2 separate regions of the Pan troglodytes genome follow, and region 1 is linked to region 2. Evidence: chromatin contacts called from public Hi-C data. All regions are on one chromosome and are shown on one strand. The core of a region is the stretch at or near the end of the contact, and the rest is flanking DNA. Distances in the headings are between cores, read along the strand shown.

Evidence for each region. Hi-C and Micro-C count contacts between places; a contact is called where the count stands out from the background.
Region 1: a contact with region 2 is called in a Hi-C map of stem cell-derived neural progenitor cells, with 5 times the contacts expected there. The contact joins two enhancer-like sites. A contact is called at or near these places in 1 of 7 Hi-C or Micro-C datasets (stem cell-derived neural progenitor cells), 1 of 1 datasets of contacts at active chromatin or transcription factors (stem cell-derived excitatory neurons) and 1 of 1 other capture datasets (stem cell-derived neural stem cells).

Annotation. Positions count from the first base shown.
Region 1 is chr1:189,391,213-189,397,495 of NHGRI_mPanTro3-v2.0_pri, forward strand. HIVEP3 (HIVEP zinc finger 3) reads left to right here. Exons shown (of 9, transcript XM_054665933.2): 5 at 1,581-1,726. Among named protein-coding and RNA genes, the nearest start is that of EDN2, 90 kb to the right of the region's middle. Within about 2 kb of position 3,004, at least 9 of the 24 cell types and tissues checked have an H3K27ac peak or open chromatin away from gene starts, as enhancers often do. A contact at or near this core is called in stem cell-derived neural progenitor cells and stem cell-derived neural stem cells, where this site is marked.
Region 2 is chr1:188,929,168-188,935,389 of NHGRI_mPanTro3-v2.0_pri, forward strand. No RefSeq gene overlaps it. Among named protein-coding and RNA genes, the nearest start is that of GUCA2B, 120 kb to the left of the region's middle. Within about 2 kb of position 4,759, at least 22 of the 24 cell types and tissues checked have an H3K27ac peak or open chromatin away from gene starts, as enhancers often do. A contact at or near this core is called in stem cell-derived neural progenitor cells and stem cell-derived neural stem cells, where this site is marked.

The sequences.
Region 1 (6,283 bases), core at 1,754-4,253, 460 kb after region 2:
AACAGTGTATGCCACACTGGCACTCAGTAAGTATTTTTAACTATACTTATTCATATTGTTGTCATCAAAAGCTAAAATGGATCCCTGGTCCCTGCTCAGTTCCAACACTGTGTTTCCTGGGAAAGTGGTACACTGCCACCCAAACCAGCCTCCTCCAGTGTGGCCCAGATATCACGGCAGGCTGTGAGGGAGAAGTAGTCTGTTTGCCTGTGGGAGGCACCTTGGTCATTACATGGACAGTCTAGATCTCAGGCCGGGGTGCAGTGGAAATGGTAGGCTCTGGAAACCCAAGGGTATTGCAAAAAACTAGCTGCCTTCTGCCAAAGCAGCAGTCCAGATTCTTGCTTGGTTTCCACTCCCCTCCTCCAAATCTGAAGAGATTATTTGGTGGTCACTGAGTCACAGAAGTTGCCCTGGAATTGATCTTCAAGATGGTCTAAATCCCCTCAGACTCTGAGGCCCAGAGAGGTGAAGTCATCCACCAAACGGCAGCCCAGTGTGCCATGGCCTATCTGGTGCTGGAACTCAGACTCCCTGATTCCCAGCCAGTCACCTTTCTACCTAGCCCCATGCTGTCCTTGTGGGGGCAGGTGTGGTGGCTGGCAAAGGGGACTTCCGTTCTTAGATTGCCCCAGCATCAGGAAATGTGGTTGCTTCATTCACTGGATGGAAACAGCATGGTTTTTCATGACCTTAATGACAGTGGCATGAAGTAGGAGGAAATTCTCACTCCCAGCCCCCGCCCTAAGCACAGCATTTCTGCTCCCTAGGCAAAAGTGCACCCACCCCTGACAACACCGCAGCGTTTACAGGACGTGTTCTTGGGATAGTGGAAGATGTCCAGGAAGCACAAAGCCAATGCCAGCTCTCCCCTTAAGCCAGCTCTCATCACTGAGGTGTGGCTCTGTAAAGAGCGTGGGTCCTGCAGGACTAACAGCCCAGAGCCTGCACAGCCTCTCTGTGCCTGTCTCTATGGTGGAACTGGGGACATCCTGCTGGTCAGGGTCCTCAGCCCAGCTCCTGGCCTTTGGTACTAGCTCAGGAGGGCCAAGATCCTGGAAGCAAGAGACCTGTGCTCTGCTCCCAGCTCTGCCCTTAACTTGCTGGGTGACCTTAGCTTTCTGATCTATAAACAAGAACGGGACCAGTTTATCTCCAAAGACAGAGTGGAGCCTTTGTTCATGTGTTCAACATTATTTAAGCATCTTCTCTGAGACAGGCCCTGTATGGGGTTCTGGGGTGCCCAAGGAGACCAAGATGAGGACCTGTCCCCAGGAGTTCCCAGACTAGTGTAAAAGACAGAGAACAAACACAGGTCTTATGGGAGGTTAACCTGAAAGAGACAGGGTTCCAGCTGTAACACCAACTAATGGCATGGCCTTGGATAAGGGAATTCTCTCTGGGGATCAGTTTCCTTAATTCTGTAAAGTGGAGCTAATAGCACCTCTTCATGGGGGAGTGTGAAGATTGCATATGTGTACTTGTGCAGTACTGTGTAAGGCATGATTATTAGCATTGCATTCGTGGCTGAGGATGCACTTTTAACCAGCAATGATTTTGTCATTCCTGTGGTGGGCCAGGTTCACCTCCCTTCGCTGGTTTCCCCGGAAGGCCAGAAAGATCTAGCTAGAGTGGAGAAGGAAGAAGAGAGGAGAGGGGAGCCGGAGGAGGATGCTCCTGCCTCCCAGAGAGGGGAGCCGGCGAGGATCAAAATCTTCGAAGGAGGGTAAGACTCATGTTTGGTTTGCATCGTCTGCTTCCGTGGAATAAGAGCTGGCACCCATCGGTGTTCACGGGCAGCAGTGGCTCAGTTGGCAAGGGCTCTGCCCACAGGTGCCCTGTGGTCCCAGCGATGCCTTTCAGCAGACATCACCTTCCTGGGACTCTCAGGCCCCTCTGTTTAAGAATGCCGTGGGGCTTCTTGGTGGGGATGGGTGATGCTGGGTATTTGTTGAGGATCTGGAGAGGTCTGGGTCTTTCTCCAGCCCCTCATTTTCTCAGATCCTGGCCAGGTTTCTAGTTCCTGCATTGGAGTTGCCATCCCAGTATCCCAGCAAATGTCCAGACTTCTGTCTCTCTTGACATGTATTCTCCAAAAGTCATCTCTGTACTGCCCAATGGCCATCTTGGCATGTCTGGTTTCCCATGGGGCACTTGGGCTCAGCCGACTAGGCTGTTTGCAGGGCTGACTGCACACTGTATGCACCAGGTGTTTCCACTGGTCCCTATCCTGACTGGCTGGGGCCCAGGGCTCAATGGTTGGTGAATATTTTGAATCTCATTCGTAGTTATTCACCTTTGATGCTTGACTTTGGGAAACGAATGGTCTAAACGTTTCAGAGCTCACAGCTTCGGGGACTGTCTGGGCTCTGGAAGGGTGCCGTGTTTCAGACGTGCTTTGTGGAAGTTTTGTGCCAGCTGTGTTTTGTGTGGCCACATGTTTGCTTCCTGGGATTTGGGTGTCTGTGAGCAGGTCCCATGCCGTTCTGTCTCAGGGTCCTGTGTCTGTGTCCCTGGTGTGATCAGGGTGGCCTGGTTCTGCACAGCCCTGAAGGACAACAACGTAGAGGAAAATGCGCTTCCTGTGCAGGACAGTCCCCATGAGCCGGGGCCAACATGGCTGTCACTGGGGGCCTCTGATCCTCTAGCACCTGCAAGCGCCTAACTCACAGGGTCAGCGTGGGAGGCACGGGAGTCCTCCATAAGGTTGGGGGACAACAGAGACTGCCACCCTCCCCAGGGCCACCAGTTGGCATCTTCTGGTGGCACTGACCAGCAGGGGCTCTCAGGAGAGAGGGTGCTTGGAAATGTGGGCAGCAGGGTAGTCAATGATGGGAAGGGGGCTAGGGGTAGCAAATGCCCCTGAAACCTACTGCCTAAAATACCAATAGCAACTGCGTTGAAAAAACACTGAACCAAAGGTCTTTGAAAATGCCAACCCTCTTTCCATGTGGGGAGGGACGCGGGTCCTCCTGCTGTTTGGTTAGAGCGCCCTCGTGTGTCTCTGTGTTCTCATGCCACTGGATCCCTTAGAGGCCACACAGAGGCAGGATTGATGAAGTGCCTGCTCACAGCGACTGGCCCTCTTCCTTCTTGCTTCAGAGGTTCTCTGTGGGCTCTGAGGGCTGCTGAGTGTTTCCTGGTGTCCCAGGAGCTTGCCCCAGCAGCAGTCTGTGTGTGCCTGAGGAGGTTCGCATCTTCCCTGAGAGGCAGGTGCTCTGAGACCTCATGAAGCCTGAGCCTCCAGAAAGGCAGCTGGCAGGAGCCACTCCCTGCCCAGCTCCCTGCTGGATGTCTCTACCTACACGGTCCACAATGGCTGAAGGAGGGGGAAGATCACCCACAAGTCCTCTTCTCCTCTTCCTCCAGCTGGTATGGGTCCTACTCCCTCTCCACCTCCTCCCAGGTCTTCACTTAGTCCCACCTGCTCTGCTTCAGAATCCTCTCGGTTGAGTTCTGTCATCTCTGGCCCACTTACCTCTGTTCTGCCTGAGACTAGCCCCCCAGCTCTCCCGCCCTCAGTTTCCTTATCTGTAAAAGGGGGAGAATAACATTTGTAACAGGGGGAAAATAACGTGGGATTTTCAGAGGACCTTGTGAGACCCCATATGAAGGCTATAATTCATAGCTGCTCAAAAAATGGACATTGGTGCATTTTCCTACTAGTATATCCATTTCGTCAATCTCTGTCCGGGACAGTCCCATCTGTTCTGTCAGCTATGGAAGGTATCCTCTCCCTTTCAACTTGTCACATGCAATTTGAGCACGTATGGAACTGATTATAGTGTCAGATCCTTTCCTCCCCCAGCCTGGCTATCTCAAGCTGGGACCGTGCCTCCCATTCTCACTTCTGGTGATTCTTCTACATTCATGGTTCTCTTGGGGCTGGCATCACCCCACAGAGTGTTTGGAAATGGTGAAGGAGGGGGAGGGCATTTTGGTTGCCACATAACCTAGGACACTTCCGGCATTTCAGGGACGAGGCCAGAGATGCTGACCTTCCATTCCACCAGCCTTACAACCTCTTGTTCCCCCAAATTGCCAAGGGTACCCACACCCAGAATCACTGGGCACACTCTTCTGCAATCCCACAGTTTTGCCTTAGACTCAGTTCTTCCTTTTATTTTTTTCTTTCTTTTTTAATACAACAAACATATGTATTTCATTCCTGTACACATTTGAGAAGGATCTGCTATGGAGCTCTGTTCCTTAGATCCAGGCCAGTAGAGGCTGAGAGAGGAAGAAGAAAACAATGGTTCCACCCAGAAGCTTCTGCTCACATTTAAATGGCCAAAGCAAGTCACATGGCCTCACCTAGCTCCATGGGAGTAGAGAAGTGCATTCCTACCGTGTGCTTGGGAGAACCTGAAATATTTGGTAGATATAGTGCTCATGACTATTCAAATTGGTTTAACATACATCTGTAACTTGTTATGTTTACTCAACGGTGTTTTTGACATGCATCCATGTTGATACATGTAGACCTAGTTCATCATGAATCAGTAAGCCAGACACAAAAGAGTAGATGCTATATGAGTCTTTTAATCTCTAATTAAACTTGCCTTAATTTCTTTCTTGACCTCCATTTCAGTGACTGATCAACTTATTAATTCATCAGGAAGGAGGATCTATTTAATCAGTGCCTTTTGGGTGCTCTGTGCCAGAAAATGCAGTGGCCCATGGGGGTTAACTGTCATCCTGCCCTCAAGGTGCTTGGGGACTACACCAAGGTGGCAACACAAGACCCACTGCTAAGGTGGGGATGGCCAGAGCTGAGAAGCTCACAGCAAGGGAAGGATGCCTGGGGGATGGAATAGCTAGAGAGGGCTTCCCAGAGTGGGTGGGGCCAGGCCCAGAAGGGTGGGCGAGACCCAGACAAGTGGAGAGGAAGGGTATGCTGCCCAGCAGTCTACCTGCTACAGGTGTGATGGCAGCTCCCGTACCTGATCAGTGAGACTCACTTCCTCTTGCCTTGAGCATTCTCCCTTGGTAGTGTCACCCATCTCCTTAGCCCCAAGTCTCATCTCTGTGCCGACATTGCTACCTCTGGGTCTCCAGCCAGGACCTCACCCCTGAACTGCAGACACTGGTTTTGATGCCTCCTGAGCATTTTTGCCTGGGAAATTCACAACACCTCACACTTAGCATGTGCAAACCAAGCCTTCCACTTCCCACCAACAGCATCTCCTTCCACATCCAGATCTCAGATGACACACCCAGCCCTTCACACTCAGAACCTTAACATTGTCTTGGACGCCTTCTCCCCCTTTCCAGTTAGACCCCAATCCTGGTGTCTGCATGAAGTAGTCAGTGACTCAATGTGGTCTCTTTACTCCCTCTGCCACTGCTCTGGCCACCCTATCTCTAGAACTCCAATGTTGGTGCCACTGAGCATCACTAAACATGATTCTGCCTGTGTCATGCTTTTCTCCAGAGCCGTCTGTGGCTGCCTCACCTACAGGATCCAGTTTAAACTCAGCCTGTGAGTGCTGGCCTCAGAATCTGATCTGCTCCTGTCGCCCTTCACCTTTTGCTGCCTGCTGGGCCCTGCCATTGCCAAATCCTACCCAGCCTTCAAAAGCCAATACTCAGCCCTGCTCCTCTAAAGAGCCTCCCAAATCCCTCCACACTCTGTAGTTCTTCTTGTTACTTCTGTCATAACCCTGGTGCTAAGATCCATTTCTGTCTCCTCCCAAGTCCCTTCTTGACTTGGGTCCTGGGGTAATGCTTTGCACACACAATGCATCAATCTCTGTTTATTGCACTAGTTTCCTGGCACGTGGCCCCCTCTGCATTCCCCATCACTTCCACACCTGAACAAAGCCCGCATTTTCCAGGCAGCCCCTGGGAGTGCCCATCAGGGATGTGATGGCTCTCTTACCCAGCACCTGTGCATTTGCCTTGGTTGTTTAGAATGGCTTTTTGTTAAGCAGTGTTGTTTTCACACACACAAAGTTATGTTGTTCCTTGAGAGTAATGACTATATTGTCTTAACTCAAGTTCACTTGTTGCAAGGAAAGCTGGGAATTCAGCCCAGTGGGCTTACATGGAAGAGGAAGAGACTGGAATTGATAGGAACCACCTGGATGACCAAGCCCAGTTGGGTGGTGTGTTGTTGGGGCTTAGGTCCGAAGGGAATGATAAGTTCAGATGGTGAGATCCCAGGAGTCCATGCCAGACCCTGCATGCTGCAGGACTCAGCTGCTGCACCTCCTATGGGAGGGCATTGGCTCCCATCCCACCTCACCTACCCCAGTACCTCACTCCAGCCATTGCCACTCTC
Region 2 (6,222 bases), core at 3,509-6,008:
CGCAGAGGGCTCCGGGGAATGTCCAGGTGCTTCTTTTTGTTCTCAACCTGCATCAGAAGTCCACCTGGCCTGGGGCGAATGCCTTCCGTGAGGTCTGAAGGCCCCGGCCTGATATGCGCGTGTTTGGCTGGAAGCAGCGAATCCAGGCCCTGGGACCAGGTGACGGTGTTCCCACGGCCTCCTCCTGGCACTCCAGCAGCCTCCTTAGATGTTATCCGTATTACTTTTATCTATGAAAAATGGAGGCCCAGAGAGATTGTTACTGTTAGAACTGTTTATGGTATAGACAGAAAACTAAATTCCAACAACAAAGGGAATTGATTGGTTCACATAACTGAAGCGTATAGAGGTCTATCAGCTTCAGGTGTTGTTTGACCCAGTTGTTCACTGCTCAGCAGTATAACCAACGTTCTGCTTCTTTTCCCATTCTGCTTTCCTCAGTATTCCTTCACTGCCTGGCAATCTCATCTCTATCCAAGTGGTCACATGTGGCTGCATTATCATGGATTTATCATCAATCTATCATTGGTAGGATCTACTACAGGCAGAGGAATCTTTTCTTTGCCAGAAGCCATTTGCAAGTGTGTTTCAAATCCCTTTGCTCTGATTGGGTTTCATGACTGCCTTTGAACTAACTTCTGTAGCCAGGTGGATGGGATAGAAACAATGGCTTTAAGACAATCAGGCCCAACTCCTGGAGTCTGGGGTCAGGTGAACAACCTTAATACCATATAGGTTAGAATGGAGAAAAAGTGGTTTCCCAAATTTTTTGGGGGGTGGGGGTTCCAATGGTGGGAGAATAAAGAAATGGATACTGGGAAGGCTGACAGCAGGTGTCCAAGGGCAATGACTTATCCAAGGTCAAGCTGCTGGTCATGGCTAAGCTGTGACTAAAATCCAGCTCTCCTCACTCAACGTTTGCAGATGGATGGTTATATAATTCCACTTAAGGTACGTGTTTCACAATAGCCATCCAAACAGAACCATGGATTTGCTTGCTTACATTCTGTTTATTCTTCAAATATGTACAAAAATATGTACAAAAACACACTTTGTCATTTAGTCACAGTGATGAAGACAATTGTCTGAGTTAATTAATTTTGAATCTCATTAAAGCATGAAGGCTTTCAGGAGAAATTCATATTTTAGAGAATGAGAGCTATCATTTAAATAAGTGTCCGCCAGTCTTACCAGGGTCTTGGCAGTGTTCTGGAATGTATTTCAGAACAGGAATAAATTTTTTTGATAGCCTATATGAGATACCTCCAGCCTGGATTTTCATCTCTCTGGTCAAAAGATTTGTTAATGTCCTGTATTGGGATCCCTTCCTCTTACTCACGAATTATGGAGGCAGAGAAACAGAAAAGAAGGCATAGCCCTCCAGGAACTCCATGTTTGGTGGGAGAGGCAGATAACAAAGCAGGTAGGTGAAATACCATGACAGTGAGTGGGTGGGAAACTCAGGTGCCTTGAGAACACAGAGGAAGGCAGGATGTTGGGATCAGGGAAGAGCCAGGGAAGGCTTTCTCAAGTGGGCTGGATGGGAGCAGGGAGGGATTCTAAAGAGGGGACTCATGAGTATTGAGGCATGAAACCTCATAGGTTATGTGAAACCTCAAATAATTCAGAAGGGCAGAGATGTAAGGGCAAGGTAAGGAGTAGGGCGAGAAGGTGCAGATAGGCAGCCTGGAACAGAGTAATGGAAGGTCTTGGGGATTGTATTACGGAGCTTGGTGTCTTTCCCGTAGGTGATGGAATGCCTCTAATGAGTTTTCAGTAAAGACCTGGTTTGCTTCTCAGACACATTTCGATATCAGATTCTTTGGTTGAAGATAATTCTAATTAAGTTCCTACAGGGGAGTGCGTTGGAGAGATATGGGATCCTTCAGAAAACCCAATAAAAATTTGAAGAACCCAGGCTCTGAAGGAATTTCCCAGGGACTACATAGCAGGAATCAACTGCAAGTCCCCTTGGTCAGGAAGTATCAGGGCCAACTGCCTCCAGCGTTATTCCACCTAGGGTTCAAATTCCAAATGAAAGATGTCATAGTGCTCCAGCTTGGGGGCACACCAGGCCTGGGCCAGGTAAAGTCATCATCTTCACTGGCAGTCTCCCCAAGCCCATATCTCTTGGAGTGAGTTCCTGAAGGAAAATCAGTGTGATGTGACCCTAAGAAAGAGCTATGCTGGCTGAAGTAATGGGTGTCCACTTCAAGAGCTGTGTGGAAACTAGATCTGAAGGGCACTAAAGACGAAGGGAATTAAAAGTCAAAAGACAGTGGAGATATGGACCAGGGCTGTGGTAGTATTGTGGGATTTATGAATATTTATGAGATAAAAATCGGTGATTGACTTTAGGAGAAGGAAGACGACAGAATCAAGGATGATTCCCAGGTCCTAGAATGTGGTAGTAGATATTATTACTGGAGAGAAGATAGAGGATGGGGAAGGGGAGATGACAAATAGCTTATGACACGCCAAGTTTTAAGAACTCTGTGGGACATCAGGTGGAGGCTAGAATTTGAAGCCTAGTAACTGAACTGAACTCATAGGCATGGACGACATAACCTAGGAAGGATTCTGGAAGAAGCCACAGAAGAGATCAAAATAAGTTTTGATCTTTGACAAGATTAAAATAGATTTGCCAAGAAAATAAGATCAAATGACAAAGAACGGAAGGAGGAGGAGAACCAGGAATGTGCAGGGTCATAGAAAGCCACAGGATAAAATTTCAAGGAGAGAGCAGATTTGAGCTCTGGTGCAGGTAGAAGCCACATTCTAGGGAGCTAATGTATAAGTGGGAGTAAAAACGTGTGGGCTACCCTTGCAAGAATCTTGGATGAGAAGGGCTGGTTAACTGCATGGTAACTTGGAGGGCATACGGAATCAAGAGAGGTTTTTTTTTTAATTTTAAAAATTTTTTGGTCATTTGGATTTTTGGTTTAAATTAAAATATCATTCACATACCATAAAATTCACCCTTTTATACAGTTCTGTGGTTTTTTATTATATTCACAAAGTTGTACAGTCATCACCACCGTCTAATTCCTTAACATTTTAATCACCCCCCAAAGAGGCTTTGTACTCATTAAGCAGTCACTCCTCAGTCCCCCCTCCTCCCAGTCCCTGGCAACCATTAGTCTACTGTCTCTATGGATTTGCCTGTTTTGGACATTTCATATAAATAGAATCATACACTATGTGGGTTTTTATGACTGGTTTCTTTCATTGAGCACTATAGTGTTTTCAAGGTTCATCCATGTTGTAGCATGTAACAGAATTTCTTTCTTTCTTTCTTTTTTTTTTTTTTTTGAGACGGAGTCTTGCTCTGTTGCCCAGGCTGGAGTGTAGTGGTGCGATCTCGGCTCACTGCAAGCTCTGCCTCCCGGGTTCACGCCATTCTCCTGCCTCAGCCTCCCACTTAGCTGGGACTACAGGCACTCGCCAACACGCCCGGCTAATTTTTTGTATTTTTTTAGTAGAGACGGGGTTTCACTGTGTTAGCCAGTATGGTCTCGATCTCCTGACTTCGTGATCTGCCTGCCTCGGCCTCCCAAAGTGCTGGGATTACAGGCGTGAGCCACCATGCCCGGCCTTATTATTTTTTATGGCAGAATACTATTCCATTGTATGGATAGACCAAAATTTGCTTATCCATTTGTCAATCAGTGGACATTCAGTTGTTTCCTTTTTTGGCCTTCTGAATACACCGCTATGAACATTTGTGTACAAGTTTTAGTACAGACATGTTTCTAGTTCTCTTGAGTGGAATTGCTGGGTCTCCACTGATTTTTGTTGGGCGAGACCTGATACTGTTTACAGGCTGAGGGTAGGGCGCCGGTGCTGAGGGAGAGGTGGGAGAGCCAGGGGTTGGGGAGGAGGGAGGGCTGGAGCAGAGGAGGCCACTTTCTTCAGCATCACTCACTCTCTGTGTGGCACAGTCCTAAATGCGGGCTAATCTCCCTTCACATCTTCTAGACCCTCTGCAAATACCTCATACTTGCTGACCAGGGAGCGAACCCAGCGCTTGAATAAAGCACCCCTAGACCTGGCAGAGCCGGGAACCGGCTGGCTGGTTCGTTTTCTGATGCAGATCACAGTTTTGGGGTCTCCTCTGGTTAGAGCCTGGCCCATTCGGGTTTGGTTTTCTCCTGGACGTTCGTTCACACGTGAATAAGGCCAATTCACCGTGGAGTCTGCGTCTGAATCCTTGTTCCTTAGGTCATCCCGGGGTCCCAGCTGCCCGGGATGAAAAAACGATGCCCGGGTACCAGGGGTCGGGGACCAGCAACGCCGGCGCTCAGCGTAACCGCTACCTTCCCCAGCCACGGCGCACGCGCCTCTTCCCTGCCAAGGAAGGGGCGGGGAGTAGGCGGGGCGGGCACCTTTGAGGCCAATCGAAAGCGAGCATCCCCGCCCTCCGGGCCGATGGACCCAGTTTGACCCCGGCGGTGGGCGGAGGAGGCGGGGCAAGCCGCGCGGCCAGGAAGGGGGCGGGGCCCGGGGTCTGGAGGCGGGGCCTGGGGCTGTCAGTCCCGCGCCCGCCGCCGCGCCGCGGCTCCTCGCATGCCGTGGCCCGGGTGGCTGCCAGCGCTGCCGCCCGCCGCCCGCCACCCCGGCATCCCAAGCCGCCTCCCGCCGCCCCGGCCCGGCGCGCAGGTAAGGCTGGCCGCGGCTGCCGAGCCATCGCGCCCCCCTCCTCGGGCTCGGTCTGCCGCGCGGGCGCCCTCTCCGGGCCGTGTCAGCGCCGCAGCTCCCTACTGCGCCCGGGGGCGGTCCCGGGGGGCGGGACGAGAGCCCTCCCCATCCCCCCAACGCCTCCGGGCACCGGCCCCCTCAGCTGGGGTCCCCCGTCTGGCCTCCGCAGCTCCGGCGCAGGGAGCTGTCCTGAGCCCCCCTTCCCGGGCCGATTACACAACCTCCGGTCCTGGGGCGGGGGCCCCTCCTCAGCCCGGGCCCCACACCTGTCCCCGCAACGCGCTCCCAGGCAGAGGGCAGAGACCTGGCGCGACAGCGGGGGCCGGGAAAGTTTCACTTTGTGGTCAGGGGTTTGTTGACGTCTGAGAGATGCGGGGAGACGGAGACTGAGCGGCGAGGTTGCGCCTTGCCAGCCGCGTTCCCTGTGCCCGGGGTGGCCCTGGTCCAGGTTTCCCTTCCAGAAGTCCTGCCGGCATCCCGGCTCTGGGCCGGGAGGCTGCTGCTGCAGGGCGCCCGGGTCTCTCCGTCTCTACGTTAGCGAGCTCTGGATTGTAGCAGTCTGGGGACAGCTCAGTCTCTCGCGCTTGCCCCCTTTCTTAATTTAGCATTGACATTTAGACCAGTTGGACAAATTTACTTAGCATTTTCCTGACACTTTGTATTGGTGAGTTGCTTTCCCATCCCTAATTAGTTAATTAACAAGGTGGGAAAGCTAAATAGATCCTGTAACGAAATGCCTTCAGTCTGGCAACTCTTCAAAAACCTGTGAGAGCTCTAGGCTCTGGTTGCATGGAGAGATGCTTTTGGCCAAGGTGAGAGAGCGATTCCATGTCTTCTGGTTGCTCGAGGAGGCTTTGGTAATAATGGCATGGCTTTCTCTGCCTCCCGCTGATTGTGCCGTTTATTGAGGGTCTTCAGTTTATGGTGGGTTATTTGGTTTTCTTCATTCAAGAAAGGAGGAATCAGAAGTGTTGCTGATTAACTGAGTGTTCCTCAGTTAAGGAAAACACTGAGGTTCAAATAAGTTTGGATACTTGTCTGCTTTACCAGATTACCTTCGTGTGCAGAAAACCTTGGCTCTTCTCATTCTCTCCCTATCTTCCCAGTAGGGCTGTATCCAGCCGGGTTGGCATTACTGGTTCCTCATTTAGTCTGAAGACCTCTTGCTACGTAAGTGTACAGTCCTGCCTAGGGATAACCTCTAAGAGTGGACTTAATTAGCACTTTTATCTGCTCGTTAAGCAATACAGCTTGAAATCTCTTGTAATCAGGTGCCGTTGTAGTGTTGAATCTTTAATAATACCTGATTCATTTTAATAGTGTTTCTATAATAATCTTTCTATTAGCATGCCGGTTCTGCAACACCAGTAGTTTTGGTATAGAAGCAGCAATTTACTAGAAATATTATCATGGCAAAAACAGTTCTGTAACAGATTTGCAGCCCACTTTACTTAGATAATTACTGATAGAGGCTGTTAAGATTTTTAAAAAAATTTATTATTTGGTGCAGTAAATGTTACAATG